2 separate regions of the Anser cygnoides genome follow, and region 2 is linked to region 1. Evidence: chromatin contacts called from public Hi-C data. All regions are on one chromosome and are shown on one strand. The core of a region is the stretch at or near the end of the contact, and the rest is flanking DNA. Distances in the headings are between cores, read along the strand shown.

Region 1 (6,665 bases), core at 2,666-5,165:
TCCCCAGTCTCTGAACCATCAGGATTCATTTGAGATGAAGTCTGCCCCGGACAAGCTTAGAAGGTGAGTCACTGCTTACTGCAGCTCACGCACATGGCCAGCGGCTCACTTGCTACAAGGAAAGGCAGCGAAAGCCAGCGAGGATTGGACGTGAAGACATACGGCAATGAGAAGCTAAGGGAGCTAAATTTATCTTGCAAACATCTCGGGAGGGGCACGATCACAGCCTATAAATAGCGTAAAGGTTACTGACACTATAGAATAAATAAAGGAAATTTGTCACCATCTCAGAAGGTGGTGAAGAGGGACCTCTGTGCCACTGTCAAAGGACAAACATTCAAGTTCAGCATTAGGCTCCTGCTACGGGCTGAATGAAGGAGGAGAAATAAAAAGCCAGGAGACAGGCCGAGCACAGGCGATAGCCACCACGCCAGCAGGCTGGCAGGCTGCTGCTCCGAGCCCCAGGCCCCCAGGCCTTGGTAGGATCCCATCACACCGGGCTGCCCAGCCAGCGCTGCCGGTACGCCGGTACCTGGGGCTGAACTCAGAGAAAAGAAGGCAAGACTTCGGGCTGCCTGCCTATCAGCTCTCCAAAGCGTCCTCGTAATACAAGAAAGAAATACAGATGACAAAGAAAGTCTTGGTGAAACTGTAATGCAAACAACTTCTGCTGACATGACCTCTTTCTCTTGTGAATTTACAGACTTTTCTGCACGTCAGAAGGGTTTGCAGATACGAACACATCCCTTCCAGACTATCTCCCCAGGAGGGGCACAGCTTAAAGCAGTTTGCCAAATAGAGAAAGTTACACAGGCAAAAGGAATCTTATGCCAGTGCAAGTACGCGTACATTAGGACACCTGCCAGCATGACGGTATCGCTGAGGGATGGTGGGGGAAACATCACACCACAACCACGCCGCAAAACTGTGAAGCATAGACCAGGCCTGCTGTTTCTCAAGCCACAATTTAATGATAAGTGGAATGAAAGCTTTCTTGAATATCTGGCATGAAATTCAAAGTGATGGTACTTCTTAAAAAAACTTATTTTAACAATACCAGAACACCAAGACATTTAATTTGTAAATGAAGCACACATCAAAAACCACATAGCACTGCCCTGGAAAAGCAGCAATTTCTGATTGTCTAATAAACAACAAAAATGACTAGCCCTAATTAGCTGAAAGTAAAAAACAAAAACAAACAACAAAACCCTCCCACCTCTCTGAAAACTACAGAGGATCTAAAGGTGACTGCCAAAGAGGAATACAAACATGGTATGGTATCAATGTACTTGTCAGCTGGAAGGCAGCAAAACGTACTGCCATTGTTTCAAGACATGCGAAATCTTCTAACTTAAAAGTCATAACTTGTTAACGTACTTTTTTATCGTCTTAACGGGACAACTTGCCTGAGTTGGGCGAGCAGGGTGTGCTCCCTGCTGCGTTATTACTGAGACAGCAAAAACGTGAATTGCTGAATGAATTTCATCAGATCATCATCATCAGATAAAAAAGCATTTCCTCAAAGCTACAGTGCGAGTCCCAGATCATTTACCTCAGTGACAGTTCTGGAGCTCTGATTCTCTTTTTCCAGTGTAAACTAAGTTTTCAAAAAAAATTAAACTATATGGGAATCTGGACTATTTATAAACTCCCTTTTGTGTCCAGCTAACAGATTGTGGTAGGGAATAAAAAGGAGGAGGAAATAAACGAAAGGGTACACACAAAAAAAAAGTCAATTACAAACGATGTTGCTCCTGGTCCCTGCCATGTCACCACCGCAGCAGGTACAGAGGTTGGGCAGGGCAGGACCTGCAGCAGGTCAGCCCCACGAGCCCCTGCCCTGGGCCACCCCTACGTGGGCACACAAGCCCCCCCCGAGGAAGGGGTGGGGGTCTCTGCCTGCCCCCGCTGCTGGGAGAGCCCTGAGCCAAGACCCCTGCTTCAGGCGCCCTTGTGTCCGCGCACAGGGAACAGCTCCTGGGCACGGCTGCTCGAGCCAAGGGGCCGGCCAAGCAGATCCCTACGGGCGGCCTCATGAATGAAGTTACCGCCTAGCAGAGCCAGGAGGCACCAGCAGGAAGGACCTCAAAAGGAATGTCGGTATGTATTGAAAAACAAAACTAGAGAACAAATATCCCAAATAAAAACTGCAAATGAAAAGGAGGGAGGAAAAAAGAAAGGTTATTTGGAAAATATGACTGCATGTCTTGCATATGGCAATGTCTACCCCCAGCCTCTTGCTCAGTTATTCCTCCACTCGCGTTCATTAACCCGGAGTCCTTTTCACCAGGCAGCATTTCTGTGTGCCTTCCTACACTAACCAGCATGCGGGGAGTGACCTGCCACCCCTAGGGGATGCCTGGTGGACCAGAAGACTGCTCAGAGAAACAAAATAGGGGGAAAAAAGGACTTACTCTGGATCTTCCCATGCTCTTTTTGGAAATCAGCATGTTTTCCAACACGTTTGGAAGTTCCGATCACAAAATTGTCCACTAATTACTTGGCATGGAGTGGCTGGAAACTTATATTTGCTTTAGAGGAAAGCATCCTAACGGCAGACGAGAACGGGAGGTACTCTGGGAGAAGCTGCATCTCTCTTTACTGCCCTGCAGTAGTCCCAGGGCTGCAGCGTTCACTTTCTGCTCCTCGCGTTCCAAGTGCAAAGGGAGATATTTGAAACTCTACCAAAACCACCCACAATACAGGACACGGTGCATCACTCCTGTTTCCGCTGTTGTTCCCATTCAGTTTTAGAGTCCCACAGAACACCCCCCCGGCCACAGCCTCATCCCTGCCCACAGCGGCTGCTCACCAAAGGCCCCAAGGAAGGGCTGCCCACACCAGCAGGAGCTGCATGAGAAACTGCGGTGGGCAAATGGGGCCTGGGAAAGAATAGAGCATCCTAGAGGAGCAGACACCCTCAGTAGCAGGATACCTTCAATCACAGGGCCCCCATGTACATATGTTCATATAAACTGAATGAAATTCTGGTCATCCTTCTTGGGTGTCTGTGGCTCATGAGATATCTCAACTAAGACTTCCAAAACTCCTACCAATTTACATGAAACCTTTGATTTTTATCTGTTTTTTTTTTCTTTTTTCCTTTCTTTTTTTTTCCTCCCCACGTTTACTCATTCATAACCGTCACCGTCTTGCTTGCAATAACAACTCCGGTTACCTGCAGCGTCTATTTTTCCCTCCAATTCTTACTACAACTGTGAACACCCTCGCACAGGTACGGCGAGAGGGAGAAGGGGCGCGTAACCCGAGTACCAACCGCTGCGCACAACTCGCCAGCGGTACTCACGCACCCACGCGCGGCCGGCCCGACCCCGGCCCGAAGACGGGCCCCGCCGGCGCCCCCCGCCGCCCACCCTGGGGACGGCGGCAGGGCGCGGGGATATGCCCGGGCACGCCCCGCCGAGGGGCCCGACGGCTCGCCACCAGCTCGCCACCAGGTCGCCACCGGCCCGCCACCGGCTGCCCCCGTCCCACCGCCCCCGCACCGGCCCCCACGGCCGCGGCACCCCCGGCCCCGGCGCCACGGGCCCGGACACGGCGCCGGGGGCGGCCGCAACCGCGCGCTGCGCCGCTCCCGGCGCCGCCACCCGCCGGCGGCCCCCGCCCGACGGTGGCACCGGCACCAGCGAAACGCCGGGAGCCGCTGCCGCGGGCGGGCGAGCGGCTGCGTGGGCTCCGCCACTCACCTGCGTCCCGGCGCGCGTGGGGCAGGGCTCCGCGGGCAGGCTGCGGGGCTCCGCGGGCAGGACGCGCGGCGTGCCGCGGGCAGAGCGCCGCGGGCAGGACGCGCCGCGGGCAGGACGCGCGTGGCTCCCGGACAGGGCGCGCGTGGCTCCCGGGCAGGGCGCGCGGCGCCGCGTGGAGCGAGGCGCGCCGCGGGCAGCGCGCGGGATCCGCACCCGGGCGGCCCCGCCCCGCCGCCTCCCATTGGCCGCGCGGGCCGCCTGGGCGGGGCTATGCAAATCGCAGGTCCCGCGAATCCGGGCGGCCTCGCGTGCGGGGTCCCTGCCTCCCCCCCTCCGGCTCCGCACCCCGCGGCTCAGGCGACCTCTCTCCTGCGGGTGCTTTTGCTGAGTCTCAGAGCTGCCCCCAGCAGGGTGTAAGGAGACCTCAGGCTGGGACAGCCCGACGGGGTTGCGTGAGATCCCACGCAGCAGCCACCTTCCCCGCTGCGTCGTCCCCAGGCCCTCTGATTTCCCACAGCTCCGTCCTTCAGCCAGCTGGAAGATGGAATCTCCACAGGGAAAAAGCTCAGCTGGACTCGTTCTGCGGAGGGATGGGGCTGGCTTCCCTGCTCACACGGGCAGTTTGCCTCTCGCAGGTCCGTGTCTGTGCAGCCGGCCCGCACCGTGCGGCTGCTGCTGCTCCTGCATCGGTCAGGCAGCAGCGGAGTGCGAGCGGGTGCTCGGCTGCAGGGCTTACACACAGCCAGGGCGGGCAAGGACGTTACCATCAGCTCCCGCACTTTGGAGAGCTGATAAGAGAGTCGTTTAACTGGGAAAAATTAAGTCAGCAGAGGTCATATGTAGAATTATTTTCTGCTCCGAAGCTGACTGAATCGAGATGGAAGCCTTGCAGGCAGAGCATCCAGCACACCGCACTGTGCCGACGGGGTGGGTTATCCGAACAAACCGCCCCACCTAGTCAGAGCTTCCCCGAGCCGCGGGGTTCGTGGTGGTCCTGCTGGCAGCCAATGCACAGCTGCTGGGGCGCTGGGAAGGCGCGTTTCAGTGGTCAGCATGGGCCCTCCAGAGCTGGGGCTGAGACTGAAACCTCCCTGTCTCCCAGCTCCTTTCAGTGAGATTATGCTGTCCCCTTTGTGGCCTTATGTGAGCCAGAGCAGAGTGCTAAGAGATCTGGAAATGTTATTACCCTGTTTTACTTTTCCCCCATTCAGATCACCGACTTGACCCATCTCACCTTACAGCCGCAGGCACGAGCAGCAGCGCTGCCCCACGCGTGTCTGCAACTGCTTAACAGCCACCTGGGGAGGTGCAGCACTGGCCTTTGGGTGGCAGCACAGACTTAGGCTGGCTGTAGTGGCTCATGAAACTGCACACAGGAGTGACTGGCTGCGTGATGTTGGCCAGACACCTGATATTCCAGATGAAGGGATCTGTTGGGTAGGTAAAGTGCTGTACATCCAACAGATTTGGATGTATTTCACAGCCTAAGGCCTTTCAGATGTTAGCTTCAGCCTACAGAAACATGTCCTGAGACATTTAATGGTGTGACTCTAATTACCTGATATGTTCGGGGTCACGTTCTCTTCATTGAGTTATAATTATGAAACATAATTGGCAGCATTACTGTATTACAATAAAAATTAGCATAACCATGAATCCCGAAGAAGGGAATCTGTTTAACAAGCTTTTCTTATACACTGGAATGTTTACAACAGTAGAGGGCCCCAACTCCAGGCACGAATATATCGTGGGGGCAATTGCAGACCATAAACACCCCACCTGCATGCAGACACACACAAACACACAATCCCCCAGCTGAAACAGCTTAATCATGCACTTGGCACAAGATGTGGTGAAGAAATCACAGCCATTTGGACACCTTACACCTTTCCCTCCACTTCAGATCAGCACTCTGCCCAACCCTGCCTAAGACTTCACAAATCATATTTTAACCACATGGGGAGGTCATGAAATGCGATGGGAGTGGTGCAGAATTCCCCTCTTTGCACATGCTGTGATGCACCTGGCATCCAGCTGAAACCTGGAGGAGGTGCTCCAAGGGAAATGCCCAGCACAGTGTTCAGGTGAAGTCTCATCCCTGCCAGGCCGACATTTCTCCAGTTTTAGTTCTTGTTTCGTGGGCAAGGCCACCTTTTCAGAAGCACCTTTGGTTGCTTACCTTGTGAGAGAAGCTGCTTTGGGCTGAGATCTACTGACTTTTCTCTATGAAAAATCTTGTGATTGCATAAGATATAGCTGAGCAGTAGAGTTTTCAGGTGATTTGTGACTTATATGTTCTTTGATTCAATGCCTTTTCCATTTACAGTGCTCAAAATAATAGAGCACGTATTCAAAGGAACTTACTCTCTTACCTGGTTGTATGGTGTTTCCTGCATCTATCCATCTAGCTCAGTGAGAATGGTTTCTTTTCTCCAAGGCCATTACATGAACTAGGTTTTTCATGTGATCACCCCATGCATGCTATGACTTCTCTGTACACGTCAGTTATGATTTGTTGCTGGCATTTTTTAAAGGTGCTTAGAAGGCATTTGGCTTCTATAAGATACGGTATTTTGGTTCTCTGGGGCTTGAGTCGTAAAACTAGGCAAGACTTTTTCAAGACACGACTGTGCTTCCCAGTGCTCACAACATGTTCCTAAACCTGGGACACTGAGCTGCAAGTCTAACCGTGAGCTGGACGCTACCTGTGATGTACAAGCCAGAACACAGGTTTCGAGATTCCACCTGAATCCAGGTTCCTCCAAAAGAGACCTATGCCTCCAAACCCACCCAGACTGCCCTGTCCGCATGGGTTGACAATGACAGCTTGACAACACTTTAACAACTTCATACCACTCTCAACGCCAGTGTAAGCATCCAGCAACCAGGCTTTCTCCTCTTCACACCCATGGGATTCAACCTCATGGGGTGCACACTGAACCCACCTTACCCATG
Region 2 (6,665 bases), core at 1,641-4,140, 61 kb before region 1:
AGGAATGTTTGCTTTGCCCTGAGCCTCCAAGAGCAGGTTTTAGATGTGTTCTGGAAACCTCTTCTTGTGACTAGAAATGAGTTTTTGTTTCTTGCTTGATCTGTAAAGAAGAGCTGGCTTCCACCCCTCAAGCTCACAGCTAAGACTGGAAGTTGACGTGATAATTTTGCTTCAGTTGTTGTTCCTCTTTTAACAGGAAAAAAATCTTAGCTCTTGCCCCCCAGATGTCTGTTTCTTCCTAGAAGGCTTTTTAAATCTATATGTTAGCCTTTGCAGTTCTGGAGCCTGACTGCGAAGACGGTCACTATTGTGATTAAATAGGGTTTTGCCTTTTTTAAATTTGCTGGATCTGGCTGGGCTTTCAAATGGCAGTTCCTGAAGCAAGGTACCTAGGAACATGCACTTTGTTATATTCTCACTCTAGGAAATTCACATTGTGATGTACTGATATCTATGGTAATTAACATGTGTGTATAAATGTCGGTTCAATTTTCTTTGTGATCCAACATTTTCAAATGAAATGTATCATCTTGTCCTTTCCTATGATAATAAATACTTGTCTATTAAAACACTTCCCCTCACTCCCCACCCTCCCTAACTCCATTATCATTGTGGTACCTTTGTGGCTACCTGAAGAGGCAAGTATCCCCAGTATCACTCTAGCCTGTTCACTAAGGCAATGCATAGCAAGACATTCATGTTTCCTGTAAAGCCCATTATTTTTATATTAGGCTGTTCACGCGTGCTGCTTGCCATAAGATCTCAGGCCATATTATTTACTAATGTCCACACAGTCGTATCTGTACAGAACTTTACCCTGCCCAGGGCTCCCAGCAGGTCTGTGGCAGAAGTGGCTTTGAGCACCTTTAGCGAGTGGTAACTGGATCTGCTTGTGCTGCTGGTGGACCTGGTGATTTTGGTTTTGGCATCACTTGCTAGAGATGAAGTGATCTATAACCAATGTATGGGGCAGAAGTAGGGATCCCAGGGGTTTCTGCTGTTCCTCATCAGCCTCTGCTGCTGCAAACTTCCTGCAAGTTTCCCAAAAATGCCTGGGATAACTTGTCACAGGGAGTTAAGGCAGGAAATGAAAGTATTAAGAGCACATGAAGCCAGTATGCTAATTGTCTGTCCCACAAGACTTGAAAAATGTTTTATGAAAAAACTTGTTTCACTGGAGATCTAGCCAGAAAAAGGAATCACCAGCTACCATGTAAAAATCAAGGTTTTTTACATAGTATTGTTTATATTTTAAGCTATTTTAAACTGAATAAACCTCAGGTGAAAAATTTTCTGTAAGAAACTTAAAATAATATTTTATAATTTCCTATTGTGGACACCTTGTTTTCTGCTTGAACAGTTTTGTTTTTTTTTTTTATAGGAATCTCTTGCTCTTCTAAGCAAAGAGCCTGTGTTTCTTTCATTAGGACACAGACATTGAAGAGCCATAATTTTTCTCCCTGTCTGTCCTTTGACTGCCTGTGTTAAGGCTTCCTGTCAGGTTGCTGTGGCCTGAACCCACCTGTGGGTTCATGTCACCAACTTCATCACTCCCAGCTTAAAGATTTTTTTCACTGATTTAGCATGCCCACAAAGAAATAAATTAATCCCTGCTGTAGATGCACCTTGTTCCTCCTCTGCTGTTCTTGTCCCCTGGAAAATTGCTTCCTCTGGTGCAGTCTGTGCAACCAGGCACTTGCCCCAGTTTCCTCCCATGGATGGACAATTCTAAAGGCTTGAGAGACACAACAGTTTGGCTATATTGATTTTGAAACATTCAAACTTGCTTTTAATGCCTTTGCTAATGAACCTGCTGGCCTAGTATGATCTCCTATAAGCTTCTTCTTTTACTTCTTCAGGGAGCACTTTGTAAAATAATGTAGGCCCCAAGAAAAGGTTTTGAAATGTAAAATGCTGAAACAATGTGAAGAAAGGATTGCAAAACTACTGGTACTTTGCTGGGCCCAATGAATCATAGAATGGTTTGGTTTGAAATGGATCTTGAGGACCATCTAATTCCAACCCCCTGTGCCATGGGCAGGGACACCTCCCACTAGATCAGGTTGCTCAAAGCCCCATCCGATCTGGCCCTGATTCTTCATGGGAAGATTGCCAGATCTTTTATTACTTGATTTAAACCCTATTGAAACAAATATCAATGAGTTCTAAACAGGGATTTAAAAATCCTTATAAAACTTTTCTGGGATTATGGGATTGGAGAAGAGGAATCACCTTGCCATGAGTGTTAGCAGGCATCAGACACTTCATTTTAACCAATACATGCTACAGTAATTTCCTTGGTTAATGTGTTTTGAGCCCTTTTGGAGGAGAGGATGCTGCAGCAATATCCCATCATCATATGAAGTTTAAAACTGAAATCCTATCTCTGCTGATAGTGGTGAAACATAAGCAATGTGAAAATTTACTTTCCCTTTTCAATGTATCTTACTGATTTGCCAATCATTACATTTTAGTAAGAAGAAAGCAGTGGTTTGAAGTAATAATAAGCAGTTCTAGAAGCAGTGTTGTTGGTAGAGTCTTCAACCTCTTGGGTAAATGGGGAAGTCTAAAAGATTAGCACTGACTGTAAATCTTAAAACTTTGCCTAGCATCTTAAATGATCAATCTCCAAATGAAAGTCCAGTTTAGAAAGGGGTCTCAGTAGAGAAGAATGGGTTCAAGACATTTGGAGACACTACTGAGTAGGCAGAAAAAAGTGTTTCCAGAAAGATGGATGTCACCTGGAAGAATTGAGAGGTTTTTTTTAAAAGGTTCCAAATAAGCATGTGTTTGTTAATGCAAGCTGCGACAACATTAAGGTGGCAAGAAGCCCATGAGGAATAAATAGAAATGATGCTGTGAGCACGCAATCAGCTATGAGTCACCAGCATTCCTTTGCTACTCACATCATAATGGGAGCAGAACATCTGGGCAGTGTAGTTCTTAAAAGGGCTGAGCATCTGCCAGATCAGGCAAGGAAAAAAAAAAAAGGCATTTTCATGAGTCCTTCTAAACCAGGCATGAATTCTTCCCCATGCTCTGAATCGAATATGAAGCAACATCATTCTTTAGTTCCATGACATTTTAGAAAGGATGATTCCCCATTATTCCCCCTGGAAAATGTGTGTGTGTGTATGTGTGTATATACACATGGTTATATGTATATAAGCATAAAAGCCTCATTTGAAATATGTCCCTCATAGAAACAAACAAGAGGGGCAGACCTTTTCTAAGTTTGCAGGAACTAGCAGAATTAGATCACAAATTTGGTTCAAGATCTTATATGAGATTGGATCACATTTTGGCACTTGTTGCAGTTACCACCCTTCCATGATGCCTTGCAAGTTAGAATAAATACACACTTAATGGACCCATCTGGGACTTTCTGCTCAAAGTCAAACCCAGAGGCTCTTCAGTGGTATCACCAAGTTAAAATCTCCCTCCCCGGACTGGAAAATCAGATTTTTGTTTCAGTTTCTGGAGACTGAGAAATGAAATCCAAACCAGGTGCAAGGAAATTCTCTGCTCATTAGCAGCTTCACCTGCTGTCATGGTCTATTTAACTGCTATTCCCCCTCAGTAAATCACAGCTTGCTTAGAACACTACAGGTACAGATTTGTAGTGAAAATGAAGAGCTCATTTAAGCAGTGAAGGAGTTAATTACTGGTAAAATAGCCAAAGTCAATGAAAGTAAATATGGGTCATGTGAAACCGAGAGGGTGTGTGGCAATCAATAAGCTGGTGTCAGGATAAGGCCACTAGGGCCTATTCTACCCAGATTTGGAACTGCCTGTATTTTGGTACAGGATCTTTTCTGAAGACAGGCAAAGGTTTAGCTGTTTTTGAATATTTTTAGGTCGAAGTCTTGCAAGCACTTGTGCTATTTCCCATCCTTCCCATTACTTGAGGTGACCTTCCCATAATGATCCCCACTTCTCCATGTGACTGGTGGGACCTTGTCCTTTCTGGTCTCTTCTTCCTATTTGTTTTGTCTCCTGGTGAGGCTGAGCTAGTCGTCCTAGGAACAAAGCCATGAGGGGGAGGAGGGTGCATTTTTCCTTTGCCATGATTAATGGTCAGTGTGCTTGGAGCTAATAAGTGAGATGAGTCTTTAAAACAACATTCATCAAAGGAAAGAGCTTGTTGGTTGCTAATTTATGAGAGAGAGTGATTACCCTCCCTCTGTGGGCTGCTAATCCAGAACTGACTCACTGACTAAAATTGTTTAAACCATAATATTCCTGAAGTATTACATTTCAGATTGAGGCTTAAAGGGCCAGGAGCATAACTGGCTGACACCGTTATGCATGTGTCCTCATCTATCTTGAGGGAATACTGTGGCAGCAGAAGCAAACCCCAAAAGCTCCGGTGGTAGAGCATGCCTCTCTGGTTCTCCCAATAACCCCAGTGCTGTCCCCCTCCTCCCTCTCGCCACGTGCTTTGCACATGAAAGCCACGCACTTTGAAAAGAGGCAGTACACTTAGGAAATTGGTAATTTGAATAAAGAGACAGAAAAGAGATTCTTTTCAGTGGTGTCTTCTGAGTGGCTTGGTCAGGTAAGCTTTCATAAGGCACACCAGCTGTCTGCAGGCAGAATTGGAGTGATTCTCACAGCTACACTCGTATCCAAACTGTGTAACTAAATCATTTGCCCAGCAAGGGGAAGTTGTTCTCAGTGGGAAGATCTCCTTGCGAGCCTTGCTTCCTTGAAGAGTTTCTTTGCCTCCAGCAAACGCCCACACAGGAAGACTGAGACAGACCCTCCCGTGGAAAGCTCTTCTACTTTATGTGGAAACTAAAAATCATCTAAAAATGAATCAGTTACTTAGCGGTCTAGTAGAGGACTAATCATCTATCAGCATGGCCACCTAAGTAGGAAGAGATGCACCCACTCCAAGCTGGTGCAGCTGAGCCCCACGAGCATCTCCACTGGAGGCAGTGAATCTCCTCTGCTGCCTGAGGGGTGGGGACAACACTCAGAAATACACGGTCTCGCACAGGAATGTGCGTGGTGTATGCCTGGGACTTTGGCAGGGACCATACAAAGACTTGCTTTTATAAACCCAGCTCCAGAGTTTCTATTCTGGTTGTCCCAGTTGAGTGTCTGGGCACTTGTCCCAGGAGGAGAGAGCTGGCAAGCAAGCAGCAAGAAGGATTCGTGCTGGTTCGGGGAACGGGCTCCTCAGCCCCGCCGCACAGCCAGTTCTCAGCCTTTGAGCTCCCCGCGCGCGGTCGGGCCGGGACGCCCGGCGGGATGCCCCTGGGATGCCCCCCGGGATGCCCCCGGGATGCCCCCCGGGATGCTCCCCGATGCCCCCCGGATGCCCCCCGATGCCCCCCGATGCCCCCCCGATGCCCCCCGCGGGGCGCCGCCGCTGCCCGGCCACCAGGTGTCACCTCTGCGCCGCTCCGCTGCTGCCTCGGGGCCTGGCAGGAGCTCACCCGTGGGCTGCGGGGTGGGGGAACCACCCCAAAAGCGAACTAACAGACCGACCCTGTTAACTCATCCCATTTCTGGAGCTCTCGGCCCGCATGCGTCTCCCACAGAATCTGCGGGTTCCCTGCTCCACGCTCTCCGTTTGTTGGTTTCCTGCTTCCCTGTTTCCCAGGCTCTGATCCAGACGCTTCTTCAAAACTGGGTTTATTCAGGTGCTGAGATGTGTGCAATCCTGACTTCCTTCTGGAAGTTTCCATCCAGCCTCGAAGGCAGCATCTTGGATAGCATCAGGAGTTCCTGTTTGCTGGCTGGCCTGTCCCGTTCGGCTGAGCATAGCCTGCAGCGCAGGCACAGAGCGCTGGAGGCAAGTTACAGACTTGCACTCTCTGTCATAGTTTCCTCCTGTATTTGTATAATGTTCAGCAAGCAGTTGTTAGAACTGCCTACATCCTAGTAATTCTGTCAACTTGGAGACAAGTTTGGATTGGTTATGCAGTTGCTAAAATACAAACAAATATTAAAACAGTCAAAGAAAAATACAGGCTTTGGAGAATGATCAGAAAGATTTTTTTTTTCTTGGAGTCTTTCTCAGGTTTCTGCAAATTGCTTAACAAAAGTTAAAGATCTGAAAACGACACCGAAACCGATATGAATTATATGTTTGGGTTTCTTGATAGCCTGTGAATGGAAGCCTCCTGTAACCCAGTTCTGCAAGTATTAATGCGATTTTAACTTTCACTCCATGTCAGAAAAGCATTTAATGTCTTAATACTTCCACTTGATAGTGCTCCCAAATTGACCCTGTGATCTGCTTCTACCTTGTCAGAAAAGATTGGTGCAAAACCAGTGGAGGGTATTTGTTTTCTGTTTGCCTCTTTGGGCCAACGGTGACAGCGTGGACCTTCCTTTTGCCGTGCTCCTGAGGCAGAACCACTTCTCCTGCTTCCCGAATGCATGGCTTTGCAGTGAGCAATTCTGTTCTTGCTTCTCTTCCTCCAGCAGCAGCTGAAGTTGCATTAGGTACAAACTGTCTGAAGTTAATCTCCACATTGGGTAGGTATGGACCCCCAGAAAAACACACTTCAATGTTTTCTGGGCCTGACTGTTATAGACTTGGAATAGGAACACGACCCCAGTCCAGGCTGTTCCTAGTCATTTATGAATCGTAAAGGCTGGAGAAGTCTCATTAATTCCACTTGGCCTTCTGCAATCAGTTAATTAAGTAA

Evidence for each region. Hi-C and Micro-C count contacts between places; a contact is called where the count stands out from the background.
Region 2: a Hi-C map of liver shows a contact between it and region 1, with 2.2 times the contacts expected there. The contact joins the enhancer-like site here to the promoter of EDA2R in region 1. A contact is called at or near these places in 4 of 7 Hi-C or Micro-C datasets (granulosa cells and liver).

Annotation. Positions count from the first base shown.
Region 1 is chr13:21,452,462-21,459,126 of Taihu_goose_T2T_genome, reverse strand. It overlaps EDA2R (ectodysplasin A2 receptor), which reads right to left and starts at 3,915. Exons shown (of 9, transcript XM_067004827.1): 1 at 3,711-3,915.
Region 2 is chr13:21,512,791-21,519,455 of Taihu_goose_T2T_genome, reverse strand. No RefSeq gene overlaps it. Among named protein-coding and RNA genes, the nearest start is that of EDA2R, 61 kb to the right of the region's middle. Within about 2 kb of position 2,890, at least 1 of the 3 cell types and tissues checked has open chromatin away from gene starts, as enhancers often do.